2 separate regions of the Sus scrofa genome follow, and region 2 is linked to region 1. The links are chromatin contacts, called in public HiChIP or PLAC-seq maps. All regions are on one chromosome and are shown on one strand. Each heading gives the region's core, a stretch centred on a gene start, on an enhancer-like site or on the middle of the called end of the contact. The rest is flanking DNA. Distances are from core to core; before and after follow the strand shown.

Region 1 (2,918 bases), core at 86-2,585:
GTGCAGGTCCAGGTCGGGGCTTTCTGGGGAGAAGGCTGACCGCAGCCGCACTGTGATGGGCCAGCTCCTCGCAGCCAGGCGGGTGATGGCCACGCTGAAGGTCAGGACGTGAGGCAGCACGCGGTGGGCACAGATGCGCTGGGAAACCCGGAAGCTGGGGCCCTCCAGGGTGTGCAGAAAGGAGCCTGGGGCAGGACGGAGGGGAGGGCAGGGCCATTCACCCACCCAGCTTGGGGCCGCCGAGGACAGTCCCAAGCTGCCACCTTTTTGAGCTGGGAGTGGAGCCCCAACTGCCGTCCGGGAGCTACAGCCACACAGGAGGCCCCAGGCTCCTGGCCGTTCAGGAGGCCCGCCGGCTAAAGACCTCACAAAGGGGCTGCTCAGGGCCTTCTTTCTTTGGGAGCCGGCCGTCCCGAGTGAGGACGGGGCCCCTGGCGGTTCTCCCACTCACCTGGAGCAGTGGTGGGAGGTGTGGGGCCCGGTAGGCGGGGGCTACCTGTGTTAGTGTCCAGGGCGAAGGTGTTGATCAGCTGCTCTCCTGCCCCTGCAGGGGCCTCCAGCTGGACATTGAGGGGACTGGGCAGAATGGCCCGGTGCGTTTCCCCCGAAGCCCCATTGTACACGCCACTCACATGCAGTGTGTCATGATACACGCGTGTGCCTAAGTAGGCGTTGGTCACGGTGGCCAAGAGGCGGGGGTCACTGGGCAGAGAATGGGCAGTGAATACGGTGGGGTCCCTGCCAGCATCCTCCATGGAACACTTTGCTCAGTGGAGCGGCCTAGAGAAGGGGGAGTCAGAGGGCCCCACAATTGGCTGGGCTGCTCTCTTCTGACAGCCTCTAAACCCCAAAGCCGGCCTTGGAACTTGGCTGATGGCACTCACAGGTGGAGGGAGGGGTGTGGGCCCACTTGGGCAGCCCTGATTTTCCAGGCCTCCTACTCTTAAGCCCCCTCAGGAAACACCCTCACCCTGAGATGCTCGCCGACCGCCCCCCACCCCCAAGTACTGATCTCCAGGGACCGAACGGAGTCCCCAGATTCCCACCTGAGGACCTCAATCCTAACCCTTCCAGCTCTCTCCAGGTGGCGCAGCCACGGCCCTGTCCTGCTGGTGGGAAGAGAGGGGACTTCAGCCCAGGGGACTCGTCCTCAGGAAGCCAGACGGAGTTTGGGGTGGGGGTCTCTGGGGCTCACCGCAGCCTTGTGGGTCCCTGGGCTGCAGCCGGGTCAGCGCCACCCCTCCGCCACTGGAGAGAGAAGTAGCCGAGCGGCCGAGTCAGCCGGAAGGCCCCGCGGTCCCCGTCCAAGGGCCTCGCGGGGCGGGCCTCAGCGCTTCCCCACCCCTGGGGCGGGACAGGATGCAGCCTCCGCCGCCCCGCCTGCAAAGCCGCCCGGTGGGTCACGGACCTGCTGGGCGTGGCTTGGGGGAACCCGCAGGAGGAGCCCAGTGCAAAGGGTGGATCTGAGAGGGCCCTGGGGCTTTCGGCTGAGGTGGCCCCTCTCCCGGCTCCCATTCCTCCCTGGCTCCTGGACGGAGAGGGCAGGCTGGAGACCCCGGTGCCGGAGACCCTCCTGCCTTTCTCAGGGCGGCTTTCTGGCTCTCCCCAGCCTCTTCTCTCAGTCTCTGTCTCCTTCCTTGTCCCCCTGCCCCGTCTGGCCCTTGTCTCTCTAGCCCTGATCTGACCCAGATGACGATGCTGTCTGCTTGTCCAGCCAGATGTGTCCCCCAAACCTGCTCTTCCTGTGGCCTCCTCCAGCACAGGCAATGGTGACTTCACCTGTCCAGCTGCTCAGGTGCCCTGTGTCCCCACACTCACATCCGTCCAGGAGGCCCCCTTCCAGAGCAGGCTGGCTCTCACCATCCCCTCTTAGAGGTCCTCCTGGGTCGGTGCAGTCCTGCTCTGGCCCTCACCGTCCTTGTTAGCAGGGCCACAGCCACCCTGTGAGGGATCAGAGTCTGCTAGGAGCGTGCAGTGGTGCCCATCTCAGCGGCAGGATGAGCCATCCAGGGCTCCCTCCCCCAGCCCACTGCTGCCACCCAGGCTTCCTTGCTGCTTCTGCACTGTTCTAAGTGTGCACTTAGTCAGGGACGGGGTGTGTCCATCTGTTGCAGTCTAACCCCCAGTGTGAAGGTACTTGGAGCTGGGGCCTTTGGGGCATAATTAGCTCAAAAATTGTCAAGAATGGGATTTGTGCCCTTAGAAGAGGCCCGAGAGCTTGCTCTCTTTCCAGCCTGGCTGGACACAGCCAGAAGACAGCCACCCGCAACCAGGAAACACCAAATGGACGGGCATCTCGACCTTGGACTGCCTGTCCTCCAGGACTGTGAGAAACGCACTTCTGTTGTGGACAAGCCACGCAGTCCAGGTTGTAGACGCCCCAGCCGGCAAAGCCACGCCCTGTCACGGCCCTTCCACGGCCTCCACTGCCATTTCTTCAAGGCACCTTGAGACCGCTCCCTCACTTCCGTCCGCCCCACACGCCCCATCCTCACCTGGATGTCCCCAGACTCCTCACGGTCAGAGGAACCCCCGGCTCCACCCCCAGCCCTGCTTCCCTTCCTCCACAGCCCCTGTCTGCCGCCTGGAAGGCACTCGAAGAGGGCAGAAGTTTTATCTGTTTTGTGAATGAATAACTGGATTTGAAAATGGATTGCGGGAGGTCCTTTGTGGTTCAGCAGGCTAAGGGGCTGGCATTGTCCCTGCTGCAGCTCAAGTGGCTGCTTTGGTGCGGGTGTGATCCCTGGCCTGGGAACTTCCACATGCCATGGGTGTGGCCAAAAATAAAAAATAAAAGATAAAAATTAAAAAAAAAGAAAATGGATCATGGCAGGGAAATTGGGAAAGTGAAGGCACTGACTCCCAGGGCCCCTCCCACCCGGGCTGGGATCTCCGGAGCTGCCTGGAGCCAGCAGTGT
Region 2 (3,136 bases), core at 186-2,685, 80 kb before region 1:
TGGCTGCAGGCCCCATGCGTCCCATGTGTCCTTGCTGAATGGCCAGATTGTGGGGTCCACTGTCTGAGGCTGAGTAGTTTCTGTAGCCATCGCTGACACCCCCAGCCAAGTCAAGGGGACCCAGAAGGACCACCACTGACTGCCTCCTCCTGGAGCAGGGACTTGGTGGATTTTCTGCTTGCCCCACAGCCCTGGGTCCCTCAGCGGTGACATGACCCACTGCATGCCGCCCATCACACCACCCCTGGGACACGGGGCAGGATCTGGTGCTGCCGTGTGAGGCCGTATGCCATGACCCCACTTCTCGCTGTCTCCCATCGGCACCTGTTGAGTGGAGAGAGGCTTATTCCTGGCATCCTCTGTGAGGCTGCAGTTCTGCCTGGGTCATGGGCAGCTCAGCCCCTGCATGCACCACTCATCCAGGACCCGACCAGCATCATGCAGGCCTTGCCACTGCCCTGTGGCTGCTCTGAGTCCCCGCCCCCACCCAGATCTGGCCTCTGACCACTTCCTCTCTGGATTCCCTTTTCTGGAGGGATACACTGCCTTTCTGTGCCCCAGGGCCTTTGTATGGCTGTCTCCTCTAGCCAGAATGTTCCCCGCAGCTCCTCCCTTAGAGGCTTTCATCCCTGGCTCTCACTAGCCGCACTTTCTTAGAGATCCCTCACTTCCTCCCATGTCATCACAAGGTGTGAGTCGCAGGGCTTCGTGTTCCTCCTGGCGCTTACCAAATCCCGAACGTAACCTCCTACTACTTATTTGTTGCTCTTTTTAGGGCCGCACCTGCAGCATGTGGAGGGTCCCGGGCTAGGGGTGGAATCGGAGCTGCAGCTGGGGGCCTGCCCCACAGCCACAGCAGTGCGATCCCAGTGGGATCTGTGACCATGCCGCAGCTCGTGGCGATGCCGGATCCTTAACTTGTGAGCCGTGGTAGCAACTCCATATCCTCCTTTCTTGTTTTAAACTTTAAAAATTGCGGTGTGGTTGATGTTTCCTGCTTGCTTATTTGTTTGTATTTTTGTCTTTTCCCTACTGCGCTTTAAGCTCCTTGAGGGCAGGGCTGGTCCTTCCTCCCAGCATGTCCCGAACTCCTTGTGAGGGCAGGGTGTCCTGCCCAGCTGGGGGACTCCCTGGAGGAGCTGGGCAGTCTCTTCCTGCAGACGCTGGTCCTGACCCCACAGCAGCAGGGCTTGTCCAGCCACCATTCCTTCCACATCTCTGCAGGTCCCTCTCCATCAGCGCTGGGTCAACAGCCCCAGGCTAAGACAAGAACCCCTACTTGGGTCCAGCAACCCTTCCCTGTCCCTGCAGCCGCGTTTTGTCCTGGAGGCCACCAGGTGGCGTCGCAGGCCCACGCGTGATCGGCGAGGACTGCGGAGGCGCCCCGGCTCCTGTCTCCAGGAGGCGGTGGGGCGGGGGTCGGAGCCTTTCGGGAGGTAAGGGTTTGCATCTGGCGAGCTGCTGAGGGGGGCCTGAGTCATCCAAGCGGCTCAGGTGGTGTCCTGTGAGGGGGCGGCAAATTCCTGGGGCTGGGAGTGCAGGGACCTGGGGGGGGGGCTGGGGGAACGCGGGGACCGGGAGCACAGGCACCGGGGTGGGGGGCTGGAGGACGCGCGGCGACGGGGAGCGCAGGGACGGGGAGCACAGGGACCAGGGTGGGGGGCGCGGGGACTGAGGACGGGGATCGGGGGCGTGGGGATGGGGAACTCAGGGACCCGGGTGGGGGCGGAGAGCACACGACCGGGCGGGGGCGCGGGAACCCAGGGCGGGGGCGCGGGAACCCAGGGCGGGGGCGTGGCTGCCGCTTCCACCCCCGCCGATTCCCCGAAGTGACGGCGCCGGCTCGCGGGAGGCGGGGGAGCGGGGAGGCCCGGAGGCCGGGAGGCCGGGAAGTGGGAGGGGCGCGGGCGCAAAGGTCTGTCGGGCCCTGAGGGCAGCAGAGCTTTGTTTGTGAGAAGAGGTGAAAGTACAGGAGACGCGAGGGTGGGTTTGTGGGCGTGCTCCCCTCTGAGACCAGCAGAGGAAGAGGGGGGGCGGCGGGGACTGGGGCATCTCCTTTGCTGAACTTGTGACGGGGAGCCCAGCTTAGAAAAGGGGCCACGGGTGGGGCCCCAACATTTCCCCTCAGATCTGAGCCTTGGGGAGCCCCTCCAACCTCCGGCTGCGAAGGCAGCTCCCTGGAGCCTGCCTGAACCTCAGAGCCGGTGAGCCTGCTGGCAGCGGTCTGGGTGCCCTGTCTCCCTAGACCACGGGCCATCTGGTGAGGAGGAGGAGGAGGAGGAGGAGAGGGGCTGCAGGCGGTAGGAGGTGGCCCTTGGGGCAAAGGTGATGTGGGCGCAGAAGCCTTCGATTCCTCTGCTCGGGTCTGCAGGCCCCTGTGGGAACACCCGAGGATGTGTTGTGGGCAGTGGGGTGTTGTTTCCCCCTGACCAGGGGCTCTGTCCTCTAAAACCGTTTTAGGTTCACTTGTCAGCCTGCACGTGGGTGAAATCTCCTGCCTTTCAGCTCCTCCCAGAAGACCCCTCCCAACCTCCAAAGAGATAAGCAGGGCCCAGCCCCCAGGCCCCGGCCTTTGCTTCCTTAACCAGTGTGGCCTGATGCCAAGGTCCCACCAGGCTGCCCCGCTGAGAAGCAGCGTCCACCAGGCTGGGCCCTGCCTCCCTCCAGGTGGCAGCCCTGTGGGGACCCTCTGCGGGGGGCTGGGGGTCTTCGCCCCCTTAACATCTTGACATGGACAAGAACAGACTGTTCTTCAGACGAACTGGGGCCCCGGTTCCCATCTCATCCTGCTTTCCACCCCACCTTACCCTCAACTGCGTCATCCAGTGCAGCGGAAACTACACTTTCCAGCGCCAAGAGGCTGTGATGCTGTGATAGCCCAAATTTGAATATAAACCCTATCCTAGGAGAAATTACGGTACAGGCATTGATTCTTCCTACAGTAATCTAAGCCTCAAAGGAACTGAACTAAAGTTCTCAAGTTCAAATCCAAAAAAAGTTCAAGTACTAGGAAAGAGAACAGTGGCAAATGTTGGGAAAGTCAGAGCTTTGTCCTGTTGCTGCTGTTTCTGATGATTTATGGGCGGGGAGGCAGCTGGGAGGTGGGATGGACTCCCTACACATGAGCCAGCCTGGG

Evidence for each region. HiChIP or PLAC-seq counts read pairs in DNA pulled down with a chosen protein or histone mark.
Region 2: an H3K27ac HiChIP or PLAC-seq map of skeletal muscle shows a contact between it and region 1, with 5 times the contacts expected there. The contact joins the enhancer-like site here to the promoter of PGGHG in region 1. A contact is called at or near these places in 3 of 5 promoter capture datasets (fetal liver, fetal skeletal muscle and liver), 7 of 47 Hi-C or Micro-C datasets (blood, embryonic fibroblasts, heart right ventricle and 4 more) and 1 of 2 datasets of contacts at active chromatin or transcription factors (skeletal muscle).

What each region holds. Positions count from the first base shown.
Region 1 is chr2:97,671-100,588 of Sscrofa11.1, reverse strand. PGGHG (protein-glucosylgalactosylhydroxylysine glucosidase) reads right to left here and starts at 1,335. Exons shown (of 15, transcript XM_005655041.3): 1 at 1,196-1,335; 2 at 1,047-1,106; 3 at 497-780; 4 at 1-185. The coding sequence starts at 755.
Region 2 is chr2:177,745-180,880 of Sscrofa11.1, reverse strand. It overlaps LOC102166195 (a long non-coding RNA gene), which reads left to right. Exons shown (of 4, transcript XR_002341370.1): 2 at 1,225-1,436. LOC110259204 (a long non-coding RNA gene) reads right to left here. Exons shown (of 4, transcript XR_002341372.1): 4 at 1,795-3,136. Among named protein-coding and RNA genes, the nearest start is that of B4GALNT4, 14 kb to the left of the region's middle. Within about 2 kb of position 1,435, at least 54 of the 83 cell types and tissues checked have an H3K27ac peak or open chromatin away from gene starts, as enhancers often do. A contact at or near this core is called in fetal liver, liver, mesenteric adipose tissue and 3 more, where this site is marked.